Regions from separate parts of the Pan troglodytes genome. Here region 2 is linked to region 1. The links are chromatin contacts, called in public HiChIP or PLAC-seq maps. All regions are on one chromosome and are shown on one strand. The core of a region is the stretch at or near the end of the contact, and the rest is flanking DNA. Distances in the headings are between cores, read along the strand shown.

Evidence for each region. HiChIP or PLAC-seq counts read pairs in DNA pulled down with a chosen protein or histone mark.
Region 2: an H3K4me3 HiChIP or PLAC-seq map of stem cell-derived excitatory neurons shows a contact between it and region 1, with 7 times the contacts expected there. The contact joins the promoter of VAT1 here to the promoter of BRCA1 in region 1. A contact is called at or near these places in 1 of 7 Hi-C or Micro-C datasets (stem cell-derived neural progenitor cells) and 1 of 1 datasets of contacts at active chromatin or transcription factors (stem cell-derived excitatory neurons).

The regions. Positions count from the first base shown.
Region 1 is chr19:25,025,973-25,032,201 of NHGRI_mPanTro3-v2.0_pri, reverse strand. BRCA1 (BRCA1 DNA repair associated) reads right to left here and starts at 4,912. Exons shown (of 22, transcript NM_001045493.1): 1 at 4,833-4,912. The coding sequence starts at 4,912.
Region 2 is chr19:25,127,686-25,134,263 of NHGRI_mPanTro3-v2.0_pri, reverse strand. It overlaps VAT1 (vesicle amine transport 1), which reads right to left and starts at 5,180. Exons shown (of 6, transcript NM_001280091.1): 1 at 4,731-5,180; 2 at 1,387-1,594; 3 at 831-1,001; 4 at 636-725. The coding sequence starts at 5,117.

The DNA of each region.
Region 1 (6,229 bases), core at 3,663-6,162:
TGTGCCTCAGCCTTCCAAGTAGCTGGGACTACAGGCACGTGCTGCCACACCCGGCTAATTTCTTTGTATTTTTGGTAGGGAAGGGGTTTCACCATATTGCCCAGGCTGGTCTTGAAGTCCTGACCTCAAGTGATCCACCTGCCTCGACCGGGATTACAGGCGTGAGCCACTACACTTAGCTCTAAATGTGAATTTTTGAAACGGATTTTTTGGATAAAGTCCAGGCAAGATATCAAAGAACGACTAACCTGGCAGTGTGACAAGAATGTGGTTCTTTTCATTAAATATTTAACTTTTTAGAAAAGGATTACAAGGGCCAGGTGCGGTGGCTCACGCTGTAATCCCAGCATTTTGGGAGGCCAAGGCGGGCCAGCCCGGGTGACAGAGAATCCATCTCAAAAAAAGAAAAAAAAAAGAAAAGGATCACAAGAAAAGCTTGTGGACAGTAACCTTATTGTGAAGGGTTGTAATACAACTCTTGTAATCATGGGGTTTTTGACATAGCACAGGGCAGTGAAAAGAAAAACAATGAACTAAGTCAGGAGGCTGGGTTTCTACTACCAGTTGTGTATATAAGCAGAGCCACCTTGGGCTAACCATTCTACCTGAACCTGTTTCCTTCTCTTGCCATTCACCCTGCCAGACTCCTTGGGCTATTGCAAGAATAAAATTAAATGCTACTTGGGAAAATGCTTCACAACCTGAGATGACTTGGGAAAAATGCTTCACAACCTGAGATAACTTGTACCAACATTGGTATTATTACTGGGACCAAATGTGACTTTAAAAAGAAAAACAACCTTGACAAAGAAAACTCTGATTGGTTACTAAATCCCTATTTCTGAGATAAGCTACATTTCAAAGAAATTCTCCGTAAAAGAAAAATTGGATTCAGTTATCATACCAGATGGCTTTCATTCTCACCACTGACTCAATTCTGAAACAATTATATTTCAGTATGGTAATTATAATCTAAACTATATAAACACACTGTAAACACAAACTTTGAACAGATGAAAACTCCAATATGTAAAAAGGTAATGAATGTTGAAGGAAGACTGTGAAAAGGGAAAAGAAAAAAAATTAAAATGTTCCCCTTCTAGGTCCTGATGAGAGTAAATGTTTACTATAAAAATGATTCAAATATTTTAAACACTTTTCAAACCAGGCAATATTTTAGGCCTACTGTATATTTGCATTTTGAGCTTCCAATATGGATAAGTGACTGGAAAAAGCAGCTAGGTTTAGGCTGAAAAACAACAACCCACCGGGGAACACATTTTAGCAAATTCTTCTGAAAGTCAAAAATGTTATAGTCATAGGTAAAAAGTTACAAAGAACTACCAATTGTCAGAAATAGCTGCCAATATTGACTTAGAAGACAGCAGAAGGAATTTTAGTTCAAGAAACCTAGAACAGGCTGAAAACCTTACCTACCCTATAGCTACCACAAATAACACTGTTTCCAGTCATGATCATTCCTGATCACATATTAAGACATAACTGCAAATTGTGCTATACTGTACTATATTAAAAGGAAGTGAAATATGATCCCTATCCTAGAACTTTCCATACAAATGAATGTAAAACACCATAAAAATTAATCTTAAGGCCGGGCGCGGTGCCTCACGCCTGTAATCCCAGCACTTTGGGAGGCCGGGGTGGGCGGATCACGAGGTCAGGAGGTGGAGACCATCCTGGCTAACACGGTGAAACCCCGTCTCTACTAAAAATACAAAAAATTAGCCGGGCGCGGTGGTGGACGCCTGTAGTCCCAGCTACTTGGGAGGCCGAGGCAGGAGAATGGCGTGAACCCGGGAGGTGGAGCTTGCAGTGAGCCGAGATCGCGCCACTGCACTCCGGCCTGGGTGAAAGAGCGAGACTCTGTCTCAAAAACAAAACAAACAAAAATTAATCTTAAGCCAGGCGCAGTGGCTCACGCCAGCACTTTGGAAGGCCGAGGCGGGTGGATCACGAGATCAGGACTTCAAGACCAGCCTGACCAACGTGATGAAACCCTATCTCTACTAAAAATACAAAATTAGCCGGCCACGGTGGCGTGCGCCTATAATCCCAGCTACTCAGGAGGCTGAGGCAGGAGAAGCGCTTGAACTTGAACCTGGCAGGCGGAGGTTGCAGTGAGCCAAGATGGCGCCACTGCACTCCAGCCTGGGCGACAGAGCCAGACTCCATCCCCCCCCCCGCAAAAAAAGGTCCAGGCCGGGCGCAGTGGCTCAGGACTGTAATCCCAGCACTTTGGAAGGCTGAGGCGGGTGTATCACAAGGTCAGGAGATCGAGACCATCTTGGCTAACATGGTGAAACCCCGTCTCTACTAAAAATACAAAAAATTAGCCGGGCATAGTGGTGGGCGTCTGTAGTCCCAGCTACTCGGGAGGCTGAGGCAGGAGAATGGCCTGAACCCGGGAGGCGGAGCTGGCAGTGAGCCAAGATCGTGCCACTGCACTCCAGCCTGGGCAACAAGAGCGAAAGTCTGTCTCAAAAAAAAAAAAAAAAAAAAAAAGAAAGAAATTAATCTAACAGGAAACAGAAAAAAGCAATGAAAAGCTAGAAAACATAATAGTTGACTGAAAATAACAATTTAGCATTTTCATTCTTACATCTTTAATTTTTATGTATCTGAGTTTTTAATTGATGGTTTAATTTGCCAGAATGAGAAAGAACATCCTATTTTTATGACTCTCTCCCATGGAAATGAAACATAAATGTATCCAAATGCCACACTATTGAGGATTTTCCTGATCACTGATTGTCATGAGTAAGTTTTGTGCTTTTTCAAAAGCAGTTTTTTCCTACAATGTCATTTCCTGCTTCTCTGGCTCTGATTTTCAATAAATTGATAAATTGTGAATCTTGTTTTCCTCTTATTTTTGTTTAGCTATAATGTTGAAGGGCAAGGGAGAGGATGGTTATTTATAAATCTTGTATCGCTCTGAAAACACAACATACATTTTCCTTAATCTGATTAACTTGACTTCAAATATGAAAAACAACTTTCATAAAGCCCAAAAGAATTTACCCTTTTTTATTGTGGGTAAGAGGCAATGGTACAACTTTTCAACTTATTTTTTGAATGTTACTCACTACTAACCATCACCATATTTAAAAAAATTAAAGAACTAATTTAGTTTAGTTTATTATTTATTTGACAAATGTTTATTGAGTGGCAACTAGGTCCCAAGTACCGTTCTAACTACTGAACATACAGATGTACGTAAACAAAACAAAAATCTCTCCCATCCTGGAGTTTACATTCTGTGGGACTAGAGATAAAAAATGGATACATTACATAGAATGTCAGCTAGTAATCAGTGTTATGGAGAAGCAGCAGGAATAGAAGATAAAGTGTGTGCTGGGGGTGTGGTAATTTTAAATAGGGGTGTCTGGTAATGAAAAGGTGGTATTTCAATCAAGATTTTTAGACCATGGCTGGGTGCAATGGCTCAGGCCTGTAATCCCAGCACCTTGAGAGGCCAAGGGAGGGTAGATCACTTGAGGTCAGGAGTTTGAGACCAGCATGGCCAACATAGCAAAACCCTATCTCTACAAAAGAAAAATACAAAAATGGCCGGACGCAGTGGCTTATGCCTGTAATCCCAGCACTTTGGGAGGCCCAGACGGGTGGATCACAAGGTCAGGAGATCAAGACTATCCTGGCTAACACGGTGAAATCCCGCCTCTACTAAAAAAAAAAAAAAAAATACAAAAAATTAGCCAGGCGTGGTAGTGGGTGCTTGTAGTCCCAGCTATTCAGGACGCTCAGGCAGAAGAATGGCATGAACCCGGGAGGCAGAGTTTGCAGTGAGCTGAGATCGCGCCACTGCACTCCAGCCTGGGCAACAGAGCAAGACTCCATCTCAAAAAAAGAAAAAAAAAATACAAAAATTAGCTGGGCATGGTGGTGCACACCTATCGTCCCTGCTACTCTGGAGGCTGAGGTGGGAGGATTGCTTGAGCCTGACGAGGTTGAGGCTGCAGTGAGCTGTGACAGCACCACTGCACTCCAGCCTCTCGACAGAGATCCTATATAAAAAAAAAACCTCTGCATTTCATTGTATGTAAATAAGTATGTAATTTCATTGTATGTACACAGCCAGTTTCAAACAAAGGTTCTTCCAAATACCTATCCTCTCAATGACACGGATCATCCATGTTTTTTTTTTTTTTTGAGATGGAGTTTAGCTCTGTCGCTGGAGTTCAGTGGTGCCATATTGGCTCACAGCAACATCCGCCTCCTGGTTCAAGTGATTCTCCTGCCCCAGCCTCCTGAGTAGCTGGGATTACAGGCACATGCCACTATGCCCAGCTAATTTTTGTATTTTTAGTGGAGAGGGGGTTTCACCATGTTGGCCAGGATGGTCTCCATCTCCTGACCTCGTGATCCTACCACCTTGGCCTCCCAAAGTGCTGGGATTACAGGCGTAAGCCACCGCCCTCGGCTTCATCCATGATTTTATTTTGCCATTTCAAGTGATGGAGCTTGTTTTAGAGCTGGAAGAAAAGCCAAAATGCCAGTTAATCTAAACTAGATTCCTGCCCCAGTGCAGAACCAATCAAGACAGAGTCCCTGTCTTTCCCGGACCACAGGATTTGTGTTGAAAAGGAGAGGAGTGGGAGAGGCAGAGTGGATGGAGAACAAGGAATCATTTTCTATATTTTTAAAGTTCTTCAGTTAAGAAAATCAGCAATTACAATAGCCTAATCTTACTAGACATGTCTTTTCTTCCCTAGTATGTAAGGTCAATTCTGTTCATTTGCATAGGAGATAATCATATAGGAATCCCAAATTAATACTCTCTTGTGCTGACTTACCAGATGGGACACTCTAAGATTTTCTGCATAGCATTAAGGACATTTTGTACTTCTTCAACGCGAAGAGCAGATAAATCCATTTCTTTCTGTTCCAATGAACTTTAACACATTAGAAAAACATATATATATATATCTTTTTAAAAGGTTTATAAAATGACAACTTCATTTTATCATTTTAAAATAAAGTAAATTTAAGATTTGGAAGGTTTTAGAATAATACAAACCAAAGAACTAATGACAACGTCCTTTATTTTTAAAGATTCTAGAAGTTGCTTTTTGTAATTAGACAACATAAATTCTGAATTTTTTCACATATCGCTGCCAACCCCTTGGGTCTTTTCCTTTCTCCAAGAAAGAGAAAGCTACAGAGGAGTGACTGACCGGGTAGGTGGTGGTAGCCTTAGCTTTCTCCAATGTTTCTGGTTGTTTTCTTTTTCTTGCATAAAACCAAAATCAACAACGACCAAACCAACACCAATCAAGGCCTCCCCGCCCCTAACCTTTCCCAGTGACCTGCTCTCATCTCTGGATCCTCCTCAAGCACATCCCTGCCGGCAGCATCTGTTACTACCGACGCTCTTCTACTTCCCTCTTGCGCTTTCTCAATGGCGCAAATGGATCCAGTTCTTAAGTTCTCCCTCCCACAAAATCCTGTCTCCTCCCCTTCCCAGACATATTCCTGGCACCTCTTCTTCCACAAGGTCCCATCCTCTCATACATACCAGCCGGTGTTTTTTTTTTTTTTTTTTTTTTTTGAGACAGTCTCGCTCTGTCGCCCAGGCTGGAGTGCAATGGCGCGATCTCGGCTCACTGCAACCTCCGCCTCCCGGGTTCTAGCGATTCTCCTGCCTCAGCCTCCCGAGTAGCTGGAGCGGCACCACGCCCGGCTTATTTTTGTATTTTTAGTAGAGACGGAGTTTCACCACGTTGGTCAGGCTGGTCTGGAACTCCTGACCTCGTAACCAGCCGACGTTTTTAAAGACATGGTGTCCCCCTCAAGGCATATTCCAGTTCCTATCACGAGGATTCCCCCACGGACACTCCGTGCCCCCTTCCTGATCCTCAGCGCTTCCCTCGCGACCTACAAATTGCCCCCCTCCCCAGGGTTCACAACGCCTTACGCCTCTCAGGTTCCGCCCCTACCCCCCCTCAAAGAATACCCATCTGTCAGCTTCGGAAATCCACTCTCCCACGCCAGTCCCCCAGAGCATCACTTGGGCCCCCTGTCCCTTTCCCGGGACTCTACTACCTTTACCCAGAGCAGAGGGTGAAGGCCTCCTGAGCTCAGGGGCCCAGTTATCTGAGAAACCCCACAGCCTGTCCCCCGTCCAGGAAGTCTCAGCGAGCTCACGCCGCGCAGTCGCAGTTTTAATTTATCTGTAATTCCCGCGCTTTTC
Region 2 (6,578 bases), core at 3,931-6,430, 100 kb before region 1:
TTAAATGAAAATGCACCCTGCCTAAGATGCTCAGGGAGGTAGGACAGAAAGAAGGCAGGCTGGTTGTTCAAGAATAATCCCCAAACAAGAATGTAGAATTTGGCCAGGCGTGGTGGCTCACGCCTATAATCCCAGCACTTTGGGAAGCTGAGGCGGCTGGATCACCTGAGATCAGGAGTTCAAGACCAGCCTGGCCAACATGGTGAAACACCGCCTCTACTAAAAATACAAAAATTAGTTGGGCGTGGTGGCAGACACCTGTAATTCCAGCTACTCGGGAGGGTGAGGCAGGAGAATCGCTTGAACCCAGGAGGCAGAGGTTGCACTGACCGAGATCATGCCATTGCACTCCAGCCTGGGCGACAAGAGCAAAACTCTGTCTCAAAAAAAAAAAAAAAAGAATGTAGAATTTACTATCACTCATATGAAAAGTTGTGACAGAGAATGCAAAGAGCTGCTACCCAAGAGTCAGCAATCTGAATGCAGCATACAGGACCATTCCTAACCCTGATCGTCTACAGAGCACCTGAGTCCCTACCCCTTCTTCATTCAAAAGCCCTGGCCTCTATATCCCACCCCTTAGACCCTCCCTCCTGCCCTCACATGCTCTCTCCATCCCTGGCCCACTAACTCACCATAGGTGACGACTTTGCCCATGGGTTTCAGGAGGTTGTAGCCCTTGGCAGTATCTGACCCACCCAGAGGGTCCATGACAATGTCCACTCCTGTCATAGAGTAGGGGAACCCAAGAACAACATTAGGATCCACAGATCTGGAGCTCCCCTCCCTGTCCTGTGCCTCCCTACCCCCTCCCATATTATGCCCCCCACCTTTAGGGGAAATCTTCTTGATCTCATCCACGTAGTCAGTCGTGTGATAGTCGATGGGATGTGTGACCCCATTCTCCTTCAGTGCCTCGTGCTTGCTGGCCGAGGCCGTTCCGAACACTGTCACATTCTCCACTGTACGGCACAGCTGCACGGCAGCCATACCCACACCCCCTGCAGCAAGACACCCATAAGCAGGGGATATGGAGTTGCCCTGGCCACCAACCACTCCATTCTAGCCTCCCAGGGACTCAGCCTGTCACCTTCATTTTGCCTATGCTCATTTTAGGGCTGTGTCTAATTTCCATGACTGAGAAGTGGTGGGGAAGGTAGCTAGAGAGGTGGGGGTGTGGGGTGAGGGCACGTTGCTAAGGATAGCACACCAGACTAGACCTGGTGCCTGAATGTTACCACGGCAACTACACAGCAGAGGCCTCTGGGAGCCACAGGCCAAGGCAGCCTGGTGTTGCCATGACAACAACCCAGACAGGCTGCAGGGAAGGGGCCTGGAAGGAAATCTGGGTGGGGTAAGGAGTGATAAAGTGAGGGGACCTGTCACCTGCAGCCATGTGTACCAAGACGCTGTGGCCAGGCCGTAGGTTGCCGAAGTCAAAGAGGACCATGTAGGCTGTAATGTAATTGACGAGCAAGGCAGCAGCTTCCTCAAAGGTCATGGCCTCAGGCATCAGGAAGGTCTGGACCGAGGGCACAGTCACCTCTTCCTGCCACATCCCTGACCGGTTCAACACCATCACCCGGTCTCCTGCCTTGAAAAACAGAAGAGTATCATTCAGTCACTCATTCATTCACCCACAGGCTATTTACTGATTTTCCCCTAGGTACAAGGCCACCTTCTTCCAAATGAAGTAGCAGGAGAAGCAGCAATAGTCATGGTAATAATAATAATAACATCATCATCAACAACAATAACAACTCACCTTTACTGAGTGCTGACTGAGGGCCGAGTCCGATTTCAAGTGCTTTATATATAATGCTTAATTAACCCTTACATCAGTTCTTTGAGGCAGATACTATCCTTATCATCTTCTTACAGATCTTACATGTCACTATTGTGTAAGATCCCTGAATGCAAGAAGCTTACAGTTAGGGCAGCATGAAGTATTATGGAAGAGATCAAACTGCTGTGGTTACAAAAGCGGTCTCAACTGTTTACTGACTGTGTGACTTCGGATGCATAAAAATTACTTAATCTTTTTGAGCTCCAGTTTTCCAGCTCCAGTTTTCTTATCTGTCAATTAGGGCAATTTTTCCAAATGGAAAAAAAAAATTTTAGCACAATGTCTGGCACATAATAAGCACTTAATAATGTTAGCTAACAATAATAATAATAATAATATAATAGCAGCAAGGAAGTCACACAACTAACCAAAAGAAGACAGCACTGTGTGGTCAGGGCCATACCAAAGTGCAGGCAAAGTTCTCTGAGCGCTTACAGCAGGGTGTGGTCACCTCGGGAGAAGTGTGTTTGAGCCAGCACTGGGAGCCCAGAAAACACCTTCACTCAGAGATGGTGCAGGAGGGGCAACAGAAAAGAAGGGCTACAGAGGCCTACGCAGCAGTAAAAGGCTTCCCCCCCACCCCCACGAGAGCCTCTGTGCAGGAGGGAAAGGGGACAAAGATAACAGAACCTTTCTCTCCAGCTTAGCAAGTGGGGTCAAGGGAAGGGCAGGGAAAAGGAGGGAGCGTCAGGAGAAAAGACTTCTCTGCGCTCTCTGAAGAGCATGAAGAGGGAGGTGTGGGTGCTGTTCTGGGGCAATCCGGGTCTGTCTTGATCCCTGCCAGGAATGATGGGAATTCTGTATATTAACAAGAGTTAGGGTCCATGGGGAAGGGGGATGGGACTGCCACTTACGCCCTTTTTCATGTCCTCAAGCCCCCACGCTCCACTGAATACGAGAACTGAGGGCATGCTGGGGTCTTTCCTTCCAAGTTCTGGCCTGAGATGAGGTCTGGAGAACAAGAACAGAAGCCCTCCACCCAGGGACTCAGGACTAGCAGATACAGAACAACCCAGGAGAGCTGCGAGGAGTGCATTGGTCATTTAGGGTCATGGCCAGTCCCAGATTTGACCCAGAACAAGTCTCACTTACCCTGGCTCATGCTAACCCTCAGGCCATCCAAATCAGGGCCATGACCCCTCCCCAGCCCAGACACCAGGAGGGAGGAGGAGGGAGAGAGAGAAGGAAGGGCCCTCCCCGCAGAATCCAGGCTCTTACATCAGATTCTTGCCCTGTACAGGATATCCTGTATTTACCAGGCGGAAAGTGTATGGAGGGGAGGTGAGGTGGGTGGCCTTCAGCAGTAACATGAACTACAACTACCTCCCGAAAATATTCCTCTTAGACGCCTGCTCAAGAGTGGGATCATTTAGAAGTCAGTTTGAGGGTGGGGCCAGAGCTGAATTCAGAGGAAAGCCTTAAGGAGAAGCTGTTTGCATACAGGATGAATCCAACAAACCTGGCTCCAGAATCGGGCTGGCAGGTCTGCAAGAGGCTGCATCTGAGGGGCCTCTCTTTGAGGGGTCTGATTTAAAAAGGAAACTCCTGGCCGAGCGCAGTGGCTTATGTCTGTAACCCCAGCACTTAGGGAGGCCGAGGTGGGCAGATCACCTGAGGTCGGGAGTTCGAGACCAGACTGACCGACATGGAGAAACCCCATCTCTACTAAAATACAAAATTAGCCAGGCATGGTGGCGCATGCCTGTAATCCCAGCTACTCGAGAGGCTGAGGCAGGAGAATCGCTTGAACCCGGGAGGCAGAGGTTGCGGTGAGCCGAGATCGCGCCATTGCACTCCAGCCTGGGCAACAAGAGCGAAACTCCGTCTAAAAAAAAAAAAAGAAAAAAAAAAGAAGAAAAAAAGAAACCTCTAAACAAATGGCGTGCTGAGGCCTCATCCCAGGTCTCTCAAAAAGCTGATCATTTTGAGCTCTCTGGTGTCCAGGGTTGTGGCCAAGATTAATGATAAATGAGAAGGAGAAACAGGCCTGCAGACTTGGCCAACCAGTTCAAGGCGCCACACCTCTCCGTTCCAGTCCAAACCCCTGGCACCGGGGTTTCTGAACTGGGGGTCCTCTGCAGGAGGAAGGCAGAGGTGGGTCCCCCCTTCCACTCCCCGCCCCAGGCATTCCCAAGGGCAGCCCCGGGTCGTGGCCCGATGGCTGAGGGCTGAGTCACAGGAGGAGGAGATACTGCAGTCACGGGAGACACAGAGCCCAAGACAAAGATCGGATGACCCAATCCCGCCTCCCCCACCCCAAAATCAGATCGGCGTGTAAGGCTGGTGGCGGTGGGGTAGCAAAGGCTCTCTCTCCTCCGTGATGGGCGTGTCTCGTCTCTTTGGCCTTGCTTTGGGAGGGGCCGCCTCACACCCCCACAGACCACGGGGCTGCATGTGACCAGGACTCTGGCACGGCCGCTGTGCCCCCGCCCAACCCCGACGACATAGCCCCTCAAGCTCCCTCGGGGAAAGGGGGCACTAACCGTCACTCATAATCACAGACCACAACTACCCAGAGAGTGTTTGGTGGGTAGGGGTACAGGTGTGGTTTTAATGGGGGGGGGGGGGTGGGTGGGGACGGTAGTGTGGTTGTGCGCATGCGCATGGGCACCTTATTGTTTTCCCCCCCCACCAACACAGCTTCTGGGCGGCGGCCACAACTAAAAATGGTTGGGGAAGGGGCGATAATTTCGTCTCCCCTCCCCACATAAATGCCGCTCTCCAGGAGCCCCCAAACACAAGTTCCTTGGCTACGCTTTCCACGCTCGTGCACCCAGGTCCGCGCCAGTTTCTCCCGCCCTGCCACACCCCCGGCGCCCGCCCACTCGTGCCCCACTGCCCAGTGGCCTGCGCAGCCCTGCCCTGCCCTACGCAACCCGCTCACCTTGCGGTCGCTGACTCCCTCGCCCACTGCGATCACAACACCCGCGCCCTCCATGCCCGGAGTGACAGGCAGCGGCGGGAGACGGTCGTACAGCCCCTGCCTAGCCATGAGGTCTGCGAAGTTGAGCCCGCAGGCCCGCAGACGCAGCGTCAGCTGGCCGGGCCCAGGGGCCGGGGGCGCTGCCGGCCGGCTCTGCAGCTTCACCTTGTCGTAGCCTCCAAAGCCGGTGAGCACTAGGCAGCGCAGCAGTGGCGGCGAGGCGGCGGTGGCTGCGGCCCCTTCGGAGGCCGCGGGCTGCTGGGGGTCGCTCGCTGCCTCGGTTTTCGGAGGCGGCGAAGAGGCGTCTTCCCCGGTCGCTGCCTCGGCTACCTCTCTCTCGGAGGACATGGCTGGGACTCCCGACGAGAGCGCACAGCTGGATGTAGAGTGCACAGCTGGGGAAGGCGGAACGAGTCGGGAAGAGCCGCGGCTGCGGGATCCAGCGGGAGGGGCGGGGCGCCGGGCGAGGCGGGGCCTCGCGCTCAGCCTTAAAGGGCCAGGGCCATAGTGGCGCAAGCTGGGAGAGCACGAAAAGGGGCACCAGGAACGTCTGTGCTCTTGGGATCAAGCCGACTGTGATTTATTTATTCATAGTAAACCTTATTCAAATTAAAAACTATTTTAAGGGATAGGCCTGGCGCGGTGGCTCACGCCTGTAATCCCAGCACTTTGGGAGGCCGAGGCTGGTGGATCATTTGAGGTCAGAGTTCAAGACCAGCCTGGCCAAAATGGTGAAACCCCCGTCTTTACTAAAAATAAAAAAGTTAGCCGGGCGGTAGTGGCGCGCGCCTGTAATCTCAGCTACTTGGGAGGCTGAGGCAGAGGAATCGCTTGAGCCTGGGAGGCGGAGGTGAGCCGAGATCGCGCCACTACACTCCAGTCTGGGCAACAGAGTGAGACCCTGTTAAAAAAAAAAAAAAAAAAAAGGGCTGGGGGGCGTGGCTCACGCCTGTAATCCCAACACTTTGGGAGGCCGAGGCGGGTGGGTGGATCACCTGAGGTCAGGAATTCGAGACCAGCCTGACCAGTATGGTGAAACCCCAGCTCTACTAAAACTACAAAAATTAGCCAGGCATGGTGGCAGGTGCCTATAGTCCCAGCTACTAGGGAGGCGGAGGCTGGAGAATTGCTTGAACCAAGGAGGCGGAGGTTGCAGTTAGCCAAGATCGTGCCGCTGCACTCCAGCCTGGGCTACAGAGGGAGACTCCATCTCGAAAAAAAAAAAGGCTGGGCACGGTGTCTCACGCCTGTAATCCCAGCACTTTGGGAGGCCGAGGCGGGCAGATTACGAGGTCAGGAGATTCACCTGGCTAACACGGTGAAACCCCGTCTCTACTAAAAAATACAAAAAATTAGCCAGGCGTGGTGGCAGGCGCCTGTAGTCCCAGCTACCTGGGAGGCTGAGGCAGGAGAATGGCATGAACCCAGGAGGCAGAGCTTGCAGTGAGTCGAGATCGCGCCACTGCACTCCAGCCTGGGCTACAGAGCGAGACTCCGTCTCAAAAAAAAAAAAAAAAAAAAAAAAAAAGTTAAGGAACAGTCCCAAAACTTGAACTTACATCAGATTTGGAGTTAACTCATATCAGATTTGGAGTCAGCCACCTGTGGACTGGAGTCCAACTACATTGTGTCTCAGGCTCTGACTCTACCTTTATGTAACCCAGGCAGGGATGAGACTTAATTCACTGTGGTCTTGCAGTGGCAAAGTAGAAGCATGGAGACCAAGCCTTTAAAACTTTCTGACTTTGGTGTTAACGTTCTGTTCCTCATTTTCCCTTCTGTAACATAGTGATGATGCTGCGTGCTCTA